2 separate regions of the Mus musculus genome follow, and region 1 is linked to region 2. The links are chromatin contacts, called in public ChIA-PET maps. All regions are on one chromosome and are shown on one strand. The core of a region is the stretch at or near the end of the contact, and the rest is flanking DNA. Distances in the headings are between cores, read along the strand shown. Region 1 holds the start of Gch1 (GTP cyclohydrolase 1). Region 2 has its middle 34 kb from the start of Gch1.

Region 1 (6,666 bases), core at 2,214-4,713, 34 kb after region 2:
GCTCAAGCATGCCAGGCAAGTGCTTTACATTTCTTCTGTTTTGTTTGTTTATTTTGTCAGGGTCTCATTTAGCCAAGACTGGACTCTAAATCTCTAGATAGCTGAAGATGACCTTGAACTCCTGACCTACTGCTTTCACCTCCCCAGTGCTGGGATAATAGGCTTGCGTCAACATGTCTCATTTATGTGCTTCTGAGCTTAGAAGCCTGGACTTTTTATGTGCTAGGAAGGCACTCTACCAACTGAGCTACATCTCAGGCCCATTTTTTTCCTATTTTTAGACTGAAGATGACTCTGAGATTAAGCAATGCTCATGTTTTTTTCCTGAATGTTTACTTGGAATAGATAGATGTCCAATAAATATGAATTACAATATACAGTAGTAGACTTTATTAGTACAAGACAATCCCAGGGTTTATCTTCTGCTTGCTCTGATCTCAAGCTTACTCACACCTATTGATAGGTCAGAGAGTCAGCATAAGATACTCTCGGAAACAAAGAAGACACTAATTTGGTTGCTTGATAAAATCCACCTTTGGAATTATGACATAATCCCTCCCCTGTGAAAAACAGGTCCCCCTCCCCCACTCTCAAAGAAAATAATCAAATCAAAGCGTGTGTTACTTGCTTAAGAGCCCTTTCGAGTCACCAAGCCTTTAAGTCCCAGCACTTGGGAGGTAGAGGGAAAGAAAAAAAAAAAAAAACAACCCAGTTGATCAGTAACATTTATTTCAGTTTGTACCAACTTCTGGAGAGTAAATCTTTGTACTTAAAGTTGGATCGACCTGCTATTTCCCCACAAAATACAAATGGGTTTTTAAATGAAAACACTTTTTTTTTTCACTTGCTAATCAATTTTCCCAAGGTCAAAGTTCTGGCTACCACAAACGTTAGCCAGTAGGAGGTTTTACTGCAGGCAGGAAGCTAATCAGCGTGAAAAGCTACAGGCGGTGGTAAACTCTCTGTCATAGACTAGCTGAAGGCAAGAAGAGGGCATTCTCCCATCTAAAGAAGTCTTAGGCTCTGTGGTGGCAGCACACCCCTTTAACCCCAGCAGTTGGGAGGCAGAGGCAGGCAGATCTCTGAGTTCCAGGCCTGCCAGATCTATAGAGTGAATACTAGGACTACACAGAAAAACCCTGTCCCAACACACACACACACACACACACACACACACACACCCCAACAGGAAGAAGAAAAGAAGAAACATGCTTGTTCTGGAAGCTGAATTGGGGGGCAGATTATGCAGGAGATGGGTGATTGCAGACTGGTGACTGCTTTCTCATGGCTGAAGGTTTGTGGCCAAAGGACTCACAACTAATTCTTAATTGCTGGTCAGAAGATGATTTTCAGTCATGCAAATCTTAAGAACACAAATGCCCATTTCTTCATTTAATCTTTTTGTAAAATTTATTTTCAATTTATGTGAAATGGTGTTTTGTCTGTATGTATGTCTGTGTGAGGGTTGTCGGATCCCCTGGAACTGGAGTTATAGACAGTTTGTGGGTGCTGGGAATTGAACCTGGGTCCTCTGGAAGAGCAGACAGTGCTCTTGACCACTGAGCCATCTCTCCAGCTCTTCATCTATTTTTTTTAAAAAGTATTTGTTTGTTCGTCTGTTTGTTTATGGGTTATTAAGGCAGGGCTTCTTCTTTGTGTAACCTTGGCTGTCCTGGAACTCTGGAGTCCAGGCTGGCCTTGAACTCAACAGAGATCCATAGGCCCCAGATTCCCCAGTGCTGGGATTAAAGGCGTGTGCCCAGTTTAAGTATTTGTTTTAATAAACAAATTCTTTTTAAAATTATGTATGTGTCTGTGCGTGGGGTTGTGCATGTGATTTCAAGTGCCCGCAGAAGTCAGGGGGATTGGATCTCTTGGAGCTGGTTGTGAGCTGCCTGAGGAAGGTGCTGGGAGCTGGGAAGAGAAGCAAGTGCTCTTAACTGCCGAGCCATTACTCTAGCACCCCTCTTGTCAGTGGTTGGTTTGCCAAGGACCAGTTCTTGGCAGAGTACACACTGTCCGGCTAGAGGGTGTAGCTAGCTGCCCTAGTCCTCTTGCTGATCACCAAATTCAGGGTAATGAAAGAAAACAAGCTTCCCCTAGTCATTGTGAAAGATAAGGTCAGAGCAGGTTAAAACAGCAGAGCAGCGATCTGGCAGCTCACAAATATTATTATCTCCCTAGGCATAGGGGACTCCGGTGAGTGCCATGCACCATAACTCATGCCTTGAGAGAGGCCAGAGGGTTTTCTAGAGTGGCAGGTGTGTGTGTTGTATACATTTTAAACGACTGAACAATTTTCAAGTCACAACTTCTCCAGTCTTTAAAGCAGGAGAGAGGCAGGGCTCATGCTTTTAATCCCACCGTTTGGAAGTGTGAGGCAGGCAGATCATTTGAATTAAAGGCCTTCCTGGTGGTCGACATAGAGAACTCCAGGCCAGACAGAGCTGCACTGTGAGACTTGGTCTCAAAAAGTAAAACAAAGCACAACAAAAGAATGACACCCAGCACTTGGGAGGCAGAGGCAGGTGGATTTCTGAGTTCGAGGCCAACCTGGTCTACAAAGTGAGCTCCAGGACAGCCAGGGCTATACAGAGAAACCCTGTCTCGAAAAAACAAAAAAAAAAAACAAAAAAAAAAAAAACAAAAAAAAGAATGACTCCAGTAGAAGTATAAACAAGGATGGGGGTGAGGGTGTGTGGGACAACGACTCGTGAGCCCTCACCCTAGACAAAGAGCCACAGGTGACCGAGGAATGCTTAGACTGAGGTAATCTTCCCTAGGACAGAGAACACCAATACCAGATTAGCCCCGAAAATGTATACACACAAGAGACATTAACCAGACTGAGCAAGTTGTATTTATATATTTAGAAACACACATACATACATACATAAGAACTGTTAAAAAAAGAGACTGAATGTAAAAGAGAACAAGGTGTGGGGGGGGGCGGGGTGAAGGTATTTGGGAAGGTTTGGAAGGAAGAAAGGGAAAACAGACAGGAAATTATTGTAATCTCGGAAAAAAAAAAGCTAAAAAGAAAAAAAATATTTAAAAAAGAGCACAAGGTTGCTTATCACCAGAATATTTGCTCCACCCTGCCTGCCCCAGCAAGGTCACCTGTTAGTTAGCTCATCTTTCTCAGGGCAACTAGACCACAGCATTTTTGCGAACACGCCCCCTTTTCCGGTGGAAAGTGAGGGAGAATCGGTGTTTCTATCTCGGAGGTTCCAGCTCCCCGGATTCTTGGCTTTTTGTAGACTCAGTTCTTCCTTTTATAAGTCGAGGGGGTCTAACCAGAAGCTTGTCTTGTGTAACTGCGGGGGTTTAGGGGCCACCCAGGAGGGCGGGGCTCAGGGGCGGGGAGAGATCCATGACGCAAGAGGCTCCGGCCAATGAAAATATCTCGCGGCGCCGGCCGAGTCGCCCTGCCATAAAAAGAGAGGCGCGGCGGGGCTCCCCAGCCGGCGACTGCCCTAGACTCCGAGAGTGTCCCTAGGTGCTGAGCCCCAGTCCGGGTGACGGCCACAGGTTACGGCCGCCGGCTAAGCTGAGCCGCAGCGCTTGTTAGCACCCTAGGGTGTCTCGGGAGCGGTCGCGCCGGGTCCATGGAGAAGCCGCGGGGAGTCAGGTGCACCAATGGGTTCTCCGAGCGGGAGCTGCCGCGGCCCGGGGCCAGCCCGCCTGCCGAGAAGTCCCGGCCGCCCGAGGCCAAGGGCGCACAGCCGGCCGACGCCTGGAAGGCAGGGCGGCACCGCAGCGAGGAGGAAAACCAGGTGAACCTCCCCAAACTGGCGGCCGCTTACTCGTCCATTCTGCTCTCGCTGGGCGAGGACCCCCAGCGGCAGGGGCTGCTCAAGACGCCCTGGAGGGCGGCCACCGCCATGCAGTACTTCACCAAGGGATACCAGGAGACCATCTCAGGTCCGTGCGTGCGCCGGGGTGTGCTGGGCGCCAGGAGGCGGCTTCAGGAAGCGTGGGCAGCTCCGGGAACTTTCCCGAGTTGCTTCACTTTTGGCGCAGGGAGCCAAGTTGTCAGGTCCCGGTCCCAGCTGTGGCCCCAGAGCCTCCACCTGGCGGAGGCGAGGGTCCCTCCTGGCTGGCACTCAGGGCTCTGGGGAGGGTGAATGCATAGCCACTACACTGAACTCCGGGGCGGGAAGGGATGTGAGACCCTCTTACCCCAGCGCTCAGAACGCGATTAGGCACGTGCAGCATCCACCGTTCCCCCCCCCCCCCGCAAGGATCCCGTGGACACTTGTTGATGGGACGCGTCTTGCTTTTGGGTGAAGCCAGGTTTCCGTTACACCCCGTGAGCCAAGTAAAGTTAGGTACTTGTAATGGGGTAGGGAACTTCAGAGAACTGGAATTTGCATCCAACTACTCTAGCTTAGGACTTTACACCAAAATTTGGCACAATTCTGGATTCGGACTTCCTAGCAGTTTGAGGTGTGGACTTTTCTTGAGCTAGCATTATTGCTGAAAGTCTTTAATGTTTGCTCCCTCAAAGAATAAAGGGACACTCCACCCCACCCCCGCGCTGATACTCTGATGGTTGAAGTTCACTGGACCTGGGATTCCGTGCTTTTGCCCTCCTAGCCACCCACCTCCACCCCCGCCGCCTAAAATCCACAGTCTGAGCCTGCTGGCATCAAGTCTTTCCCAGCCAGTGACGAGGCAGTTGCTGTGGGTACAGAGGCAGGGTGAAGAGGAAGTGGAAAGCAGGGCCTTGCTGCCTATTTGGTTAAGCAGTGTTGGCCTTTATAAAAAAGAAGCTCTGGTTCCTTTGGCTGAGTTCAAAGGCCTCATTTCCAGTTTACATCTGGGCATCTCTGTGACGTGTGTCTTTGCCTCCACCATTACACACGGAAAAAACAAAAAACCAAAAACAAACCACACTGCTTTGAAAGGTAGTAATCCTGTCTGTTCCTGAAGGCATTGAGAGCATGGGGACCCGTCCTAGAAAGAACAATTATTTCTGCCAAACCTTCCTCGACCTCAAAGGAAGGGTGGGAGATCAGAGCCTGAGAAGGGTGGGGCCCCAAAGGAAACGAAACTACTTCCTAATAATTCGAGGAAGTGGGCCCAGATCTAGTTCTGAGTCTGAGTTTCACCATTTTACACTTATTTGATGATGAAAGTTTGGATCTCAAAAGCAGAGTTTGAAAATGCAAAAACTGAAGAACAAATAGTCACTGAGATTTTTTTTCTGAGAGTTCAATATCTGGGAGTGTTAGTGTGTTTGACTGTCCAGGGTGTAACCAGGAGGAGTGTCTTGACAGAGCCTTGTTCACTCTGCCTCTTTTAGACGTAAAAGGTGGTCCTCACTGGCATCCTTCAGCTGAGCCCCTCCCTCCTGCCCATCTCATTACTCCCAGGGAGAGGAGCTTCTAGCCTGCTTTGAGAATGATTGTCACAGGCTTACTCAGGAGCTGAGATTCAGCTAAAGGAGTCTAAGGACTCCAAAGCAGCCCCCACTCCAATTTATTCATAGGAAGTCCATTGACCTAGAGACAGGATTTGTCTGTCAGCTGAGAAGACAGGGCTAGTGAGTGACAGCTTAATGGCTATGGAGTTTCCTTTTCTAGTGATAGAAATTAGACAGAGGTGCTAGTTACATAGCATCGTGATTACTGCTGAACTGTATGCTTTACAAACGGTTAAGATGAAGAATTTTATAGATATTCTACCACAATAAAAGTCATTGATTATTTGAACATTTTTTTGATTGCCATCAATTGAGTGTGTGTGTGTGTATGTGTATGTTTCCGAGACAGGGTTTCTCTGTGTATCCCTGGCTGTCCTGGAACTCACTTTGTAGACCAGGCTGGCCTCGAACTCAGAAATCTGCCTGCCTCTGCCTCCCGAGTGCTGGGACTAAAGGCTTGTGCCACCACACCTGGCTTTTTTTTTTTTTTTAAATATAGTTTTTGCTGGCATGGAGCCAGATATATAGGTAAACCAGACTAGTCTAGAACTAGGAGATCTGCCTGCCTCTGCCTCTGGAATGAAGAGTTTAAAGGTGTGAGCTACTCTGTGGCTGCCTCAATGGAATGGCCTTGGGTAACCCTGAACTTTGACATGAAGTGTCATTCTTTTATCCACATGAGGAAGCTAAGTGGGACGTTACACATGGTGGGAAGCAGGTAGTCTAGCCGCTGGTTGGTAGACACTTCCTTATGTTGCAATAGAGCAAGATGAATCAGTGCATTTTTCTACCAGGCATGTGGACAGAGAGAGGTGTGGACTGAGTAAGATCAACTTGTCACATGTAATAAAGTATAGTAAAGATTAAATGTTTAATAACCTAATTTTTGTATAACTTGTATTTATTTTTATTTCATATGCATTTGTATTTTGCCTCCATGTATGTCTGTATGTGGGATTGGATCTCTTGGAATTGCAGTTGTGAGCTGCCACATAGGTGCTGGGAATTGAACCCAGATCTTCTGGAAGAACACCCAGTGCTCTTAACCACTGAACCATCTCTCCCCTAAATGTTTAGTTTTAAATATGTTTTTATTAGTTTAAGAATTCTATTCATACCTGAGTGGTGAGAGCAGCAGCACACCTTTTATCCCACCAGAGGCTTGCAGATCTGAGTTCGAGGCCAGCCTGGTCTAGGGAGTGAGTTCCAAGGACTGCCAGGGCTACACAGAAACAACA
Region 2 (6,639 bases), core at 1,985-4,484:
CACGAGTTCCTAATTTATATCTATGTTAGGAGTTAGGGAAGAACAGCTGGACACACCCTAAGGGCAAAGACTCCCACACCTGTGAATGGAAAACCCTGGAAAATGTTGACGTTGCTGGGTGTGGTGGCACACACGCCTTTACTCCCAGCAGTAGGACCACGGAGGTGAGGCCCACCCGTTTGCTGAGTTCAAGGTTAGACTGCTTTACATGAGGCTAGCCAGGGCTATACAGTAAGACCCTGTCTCAAAACCACAGAAAAGGCCAGGCATGGTGGCACACGCCTTTAATCCCAGCACTTGGGAGGCTGAGGCAGGCGGATTTCTGAGTTAGTTTGAGGCCAGCCTGGTCTATAAAGTGAGTTCCAGGACAGCCAGGGCTACACAGAGAAACCAAAATCTCGAAAAAAACCAAAAAAAAAAACAAAACAAAAACCCCAAAACAGAAAAGGTTTAAAAAATGTTGACATTACAATTTATAAAATAGCTATTCTAAATGCATATGTAACCTATAGCTGCTACTCCTTCCTTCCTTCCTTCCTTCCTTCCTTCCTTCCTTCCTTCCTTCCTTCCTTCCTTCCTTCCTTCCTTCCTTCCTTCTTTTCTCTCTTTCTTCCTTCCCTTTAGGAAACTGTAGACTACATTGTGGTTAAGACTTGTATCTTTCTAAAAAAAATGAACCTTTATTTATTTTTTTGAGGTAGTTAGTTTTGTTTAACAACGGAAGGGAATTTGGATTCGGGTTATGTTTTTCACATTCGGGATAGGTTTAATTTACAAATGCAATCATTAGTGACCATGTAATAATTATCTTCACATGGATATTATAATAGGTTTTATATATTATACATTAGATGTTAGAGTTTTAAAGTAATTTTTATTAGATATTTTCTTTATTTACATTTCAAATGTTATCCCCTTTCCTGGTTTCCCCTCGGAAAACCCCCTCATCCCTCCCCCTCCCCCTCCCCGCTGCTCACCAACCCATCCACTCCTTCCTGGCCCTAGCATTCCCTACACTGGGGCATAGAACCTTCACAGGACCAAGGGCCTTTGATGACCGACTAGGCCAACCTTTATTTTATATCTACGATTTTTTTTTTTTTTTGGTATGTATCAGTGCAACCCATATACACATATATGCAGTGCCTTCAGAGGCCAGAAGAGGGCGCTAGATTGTTTGGGACTGGACTCGAGTTATCCATGGCTGTCAGCTGCCTGGTGGGTGCTGGGAATTGAACCGGGGTCCTCTGGAAGAGCAGCTAGGCTGGGCCATCTCTCCACACTCCCCTCCAAAAACATTTAAAAAACAAAAACAAAAACCCACAAAGCACAAAGATGGGCTCTTCGGCTTCAGGCGAGTGGACTAGAAAGTGGAGAAAACTCACATGCTCCTGCCACGAGCAGGTCAGGGCTTCATGAACTCTATTGCTTAAGCACAGGGGATTGATCAAACTCCAGTTTTGCTCAGTGTGTAAGAAAATCTGTAAATAATTTCATCAGCTTGATCCCACTTACACTTGATCTTTCAAAAAATCCTGTTCCACTTAAAAATCTGTTTGCAGCTTCCTAAACGGTTCTCGGGTTGAGCCAGTCCTTGGCTCTGGCCCAGACCTCATGCCTGCTTGAGAACCACTGTCATCTTTAGGACAAAAAAGGGCTTTCCCCCCCCCCTCCACACATCTTCCTGTTCCAACAGAGTTGGTTTTGTTTTTCTTTATTCTAAGCTATTTCCCTTCCTGTTAGGCAGTGTTCTCAGACCTTAGTTATTATGTAGGTTGGTACTTTTTATAGAAGTATGCTTTTCTTATAATACAGCTTTTAGAAAGTGATTCTAAGACATTGATTTTTTTTTTTTAATGATAGGGGCGTGTCCATGCCATGGTGCGTATGTGGAGGCTCAGGCATCCTGGTGGAGTCAGCTGGAACTCAGGAGTCTGGGCTTTGCTTGCTAAGCTCTCTCTTACCAGCCCCCACAACACAGTTTTAGGGGTGGAAACCGATCCAGATATGGTTAGCATTTTTCCTTATGTCCTATAAGGATAAAAGGCCGTGGTTTGTAGACCTCAAACTCATGCTTAATAACTGATGCTTTTTGGTTTGGTTTTTCCAGACAGGGTTTCTCTGTGTAGCCCTGGCTGCCCTGGAACTTGATCTGTAGACCAGGCTGGCCTTGAATTCAGAGATCGCCGGTCTCCAGAGTGCTGGGATTAAAGATGCAGGCCACTACTTCCCGGTTTATTTTTAGAAATAATCTAGACATTTCATAATTATTACCAGATTTAGTATTATATAACCTTAAGATTTCAGGTTATTCAAATAGGTTTGTGATACCAAGTGAAATAAATAAATATTTTGTCATCTATCTTTACCCAATTTACACATTCTTAACAATTGTTCAAGGTGGTCATGTGTATGTTGAGACATTAAACAAAACTAACCCTGATGAAACATTTTTTCTACAACATATATATATATATATATATTTTATCAGTCTTTATTTAACAAGCACTCTGTAAAGTTACACATAGAAATTTTGTATGTCATATGATGGTTTTTAAAATCACCTACATACACTCACACATGTAACCTGAACAAACACACATAGTTTTAAAAGCTGTAATCAGAATATATTTATTGTAAATATTAATGGGGTTTTCAAAAATATTTTATTTATGTATGCTTATGCATCTATGTGCATGTGTATGCCTATCAGCCATTTGTCCTGGGTTTCTTTGAGACCTAACACTTTTCATGTTTTGTTTTTCTTTTCCCCTTGTAACACAATGAATGTAACTAGACTTATAGTGTGATGACTGACCAACCAGTTATGTATGGACATTTGGTCACTTTGCCAGTAGGGACACGGCTAAAGAAAATGTCTCTCCTCCAGTAATGGTTAACCTCTTACAAATTCTCAGGGAGGGGCGGGGCCTCGTGAGCTCCTCCCCTCTCTATGATGGGATGCTAATGAGCCAGATCTTGTTGCAGGTCTTGTGGGGATAAACACCGCTGCTGTGGGTTCAGAGTTCATCTGCCCTGTCATGCCCTGTCAGACAGTTCCACAGCACCCACCTCTCTCATTCTCTCTGCTCCCACTTCTGTGATGCTCTGAGGGGGCTTGATAAGCGCTCAACAGCTGCATATTCTCACCACTTCAAAGGGTCTTCGCGCAATTGTTTTGAGACAAAGTCTTGCTGTATAGCTCAGGCTGACTTTCAAACTCAGGATCCCTCTGGCCCAGCCTGTTTCAGATGTTGAGGTCACAGGCGTGCACCGGCACATTCAATGAAACAAACAATAATAAACAAGTCCCTTATAAAATGTCGTTTTTTTGAAGCATGTGTGTGGGAGAGTCTGTGTGTCTGGGCATGTGCACATGAGAGCAGTACCTATGGGGGCAGAGGCACCAGATCTGTTTGAGGCCTGCACTATGGGTGGCTGAGAGCCACTCAGAATAGGTGCTGGGAACCAAAGCCAAGTCTTTTGCAAGAGCAGCAAGTGCTCTTGACCAATGAGTTTATCTCTCCAGCTCCATTAAACGAAGCTTATCTACTTAGCATTTCATCCAAGTTGCCAGGGCTACACAGAAAAGAAAAGAAGGAGAAGGAGAAGGAGAAGGAGAAGGAGAAGGAGAAGGAGAAGGAGAAGGAGAAGGAGAAGGAGAAGAAGAAGAAGAAGAAGAAGAAGAAGAAGAAGAAGAAGAAGAAGAAGAAGAAGAAGAAGAAGAAGAAGAAGAAGAAGAAGAAGAAGAAGAAGAAGGAGAAGAAGGAGAAGAAGAAGAAGCAGCAGCAGCTAAACAGGACATTTTAAGGTAGGGATCATGGGTTGAGACTTTCTCTGTAGCTAAGGATGCGTTTAAATATCTGATCCTTCTGCCTCCATCCTCTTAAGAGCTGGAATAACAAACAGGGCACCATACCCTGCACAAGCTTGTGTTTCTAAGTAATGAATGCCTAATTGTTTCTAAGTCAATTTTGTTCCATGTAAACAATATGCAAACATGAGTAGACAATACACACAAACATGCAAAAAATAGAAAACAAATATTGTACAGCTTTCTCATTTAAATTCATCTGTCAGTTTTCAGGTTGTATAATTGGCACAAGGAGGGTGGAGCTGCCGGCTGTGCAGCGTCAGGCAGTTTAGAACTGAAGTTTAAAAATTTTAAGTATAAGAAAAACGAGCCAGTTTACTTATTTCTCTTAAGTTTTTTTCCCACTGAAGGTGGGTATGGTAGCCCATGTCAAACCTCAGCACATACCGAGCTGAGTCCGTGAGAGGATTGTAGCCTGGGTTAATCCCACCGGTGGAGAGTACAATTTAAAGCCAAATTTGAAGCAAGCTTTAATCAAATAATAGCCAGGTTGAGAGACTCTCTGGCTCAGTCCATCTCTGGGTTTCCAGAAAATAGCCACCAGTCACGCCTTGCAAAGGCTTACGAAGGCAACCCCACAAAGCCACCATATTTCGATCAGAACCAATCAGGGACACCTCCTGCTTACATCCAATCAGCGGCGAGCTTCCATCCAATCAGCAGCGAGCATACATCCTGATGTATTTTCTGCTCGTGTACCTCCCGCCCACACGTGACCAAGCACATCTAGTGTAGTTGGGTCAAGCAAACTTGCTTAGGGGAGTGAGAACGTGTATCTCCCATAAACATTAGTCTCCAGCGTTTCAGGGAGTATTTGTTCTAGTATTTGGTCTAGAGACATATTTGTTTCATGGATCTCTTAGGCACAGGAATTAAAACAGAACTTTGGCTCTCACACCTGGACTACCTCGTGAGTTTCCAGGCCAGCCAGGGCTACAGGAAATAAACCCAGACTCTCTTTTCATTATAAATAAAATTGTAAGGACTTCTGGATATTGTCTGTCATTCAGATTGACAGATGGGACAGGTTTTTTTACTTTGACCATGACTATTAGCTGTTTTGATGCTTTTTTTTTTCCCCAATGACTTTCAGAAAGGAATTGTAGGCAGTGTCTGTCAGTTGCTGAAACCCTCTTTTGCAAGTCGATTACTTATTTTATGTGTAGGAGTGTCTTGCCTGTGTATCCGTACACTACAAGCGGGCCTAATGACCGAGGAGGCCAGAAGACGACATCGAATACCCTGGGGCTGATGTTTCAGACTTGTGTGAGCTCTCCTTTCGGTGCTGGGACTCGAACCAGGGTCCTCTGGAAGAGCAGTCAGAGCTCTTAACCACTGAGCCACCTCTCCAGCCTGTTCCTGGTACTCTTGACCGTCAATGAGCTGCTTGATTCTAGTGTATAATTTCCCATCTCTCTCTCAACTCAGTTAAACTGATGTTACCTTTTTCCTTTGCAAATCTGTTGGGGGTGGGGGTGGGGGTGGCATAGACATGTCACGTGTGCTGCTTGCTCTGCTTCCTCAGACCCTTGAGACAGGGTCTCTCACTGAATCTGGGGCGAGGCTGATGGCAATCAGGTGACGTCAGTCCTCCCCTCTTCCCCATCTCATCCCCTGGGCTCGCACCTGGCCTTCTGTGGTGCTCTGGGGCAATGGATTCTGATCCCCATGTTTGTGCAACCAGCACTCTCACCCGCTGAGCTATATCCTCAGCCACCGCTACGAGGTTTTAAGTGATGAACTAAAAAGCCACACTATCAACACATAGTTGCCCAATTAAGTCCTTTTAACCCAACTTCTTTTCTCATCAGAGGTAGCCCTTTAATGAGCAGAGCAGAGATTTCTATGTCCACCAACCTGGAAAAGCCTCCCTTGAGTTTTCTTCCCCACTTTTCTCTGTCTCTGTTTTCACTCTCTCTGTGTCTCTGTCTCTTTCTAGTTGTTTGAACAAGGCCACTCTTATGAAACTTGGAGCTCACTATGTTGACCTGGCTGACTTTGAACCTGTAGGCTTCTGCTTGCCAAATGCTAAGATTAAAGGCATGCAGCACCGTGCCCTGCCCTCCTTCCCACCTTATCACAGGGTTTAGTCATTTTAGCAATTCACTGTAGGTTTTAAAACACTTTCTATTGCATCTAAATTTAGACACACCCAGTCACAAATTATGGGTGTGTGTCTGTGTCTCTGTGTGTCTCTGTGTGTCTGTGTCCAAATATCTAGTGGATTAAAAAAAAATTAGGACTATCCCACATGATGGTGGTGCATGCCTTCAACCTCAGCACTTGGGAGGCAGAAGCAGGCAGATCTCTGAGTTATAGGCCAGCCTGGTCTACGAAGTGAGTTCCAGGACAGCCAAGGCTACACAGAGAAACCCTGCCTCAAAACAAGAAAAATTGGGAATATCCAAATGTTCCCCATTAAGGGAGCTATAAGTCCGAGTTTTCATCAGTTAAATTATCTTGTTTTCTAAGTATTTACAAATTGAGACACTATAATTATGAAACATGAATCCAGCCAGAGCATCAGAAAAAAATTCTACTTGCCTTTCCCTTGAATTGCTGTTTCTTAAGTCCGTGGGGCCTTCCACTCAGCCTGAAATCACAGCGTTCTATGCCCAATCATGGGGCACAGTCTAGGTTAGTCTGGGTATGATTTTTGAAGGTGGCTTCCTCAGTTTTATCCTAAGGCTGGTTCCTCTACTTCTCAGGTCTGTCCTGCATTTTTTTTTTCATTTTTACACACACACACACACACACACACACAC

What was found. ChIA-PET counts read pairs in DNA pulled down with a chosen protein or histone mark.
Region 1: an H3K27ac ChIA-PET map of liver shows a contact between it and region 2, with 3 times the contacts expected there. The contact joins the promoter of Gch1 here to the enhancer-like site in region 2. A contact is called at or near these places in 1 of 39 promoter capture datasets (liver), 14 of 484 Hi-C or Micro-C datasets (DN2 thymocytes, the G1E-ER4 cell line, bone marrow-derived DN3 thymocytes and 4 more), 8 of 115 datasets of contacts at active chromatin or transcription factors (the 230-238 cell line, bone marrow-derived macrophages, double positive thymocytes and 4 more) and 3 of 9 other capture datasets (adipose tissue, liver and pancreatic islet).

Annotation. Positions count from the first base shown.
Region 1 is chr14:47,186,210-47,192,875 of GRCm38.p6, reverse strand. It overlaps Gch1 (GTP cyclohydrolase 1), which reads left to right and starts at 3,463. Exons shown (of 6, transcript NM_008102.4): 1 at 3,463-3,924. The coding sequence starts at 3,609.
Region 2 is chr14:47,219,661-47,226,299 of GRCm38.p6, reverse strand. No RefSeq gene overlaps it. Among named protein-coding and RNA genes, the nearest start is that of Gch1, 34 kb to the right of the region's middle. Within about 2 kb of position 3,234, at least 23 of the 459 cell types and tissues checked have an H3K27ac peak or open chromatin away from gene starts, as enhancers often do. A contact at or near this core is called in DN2 thymocytes, double positive thymocytes, hepatocytes and 1 more, where this site is marked.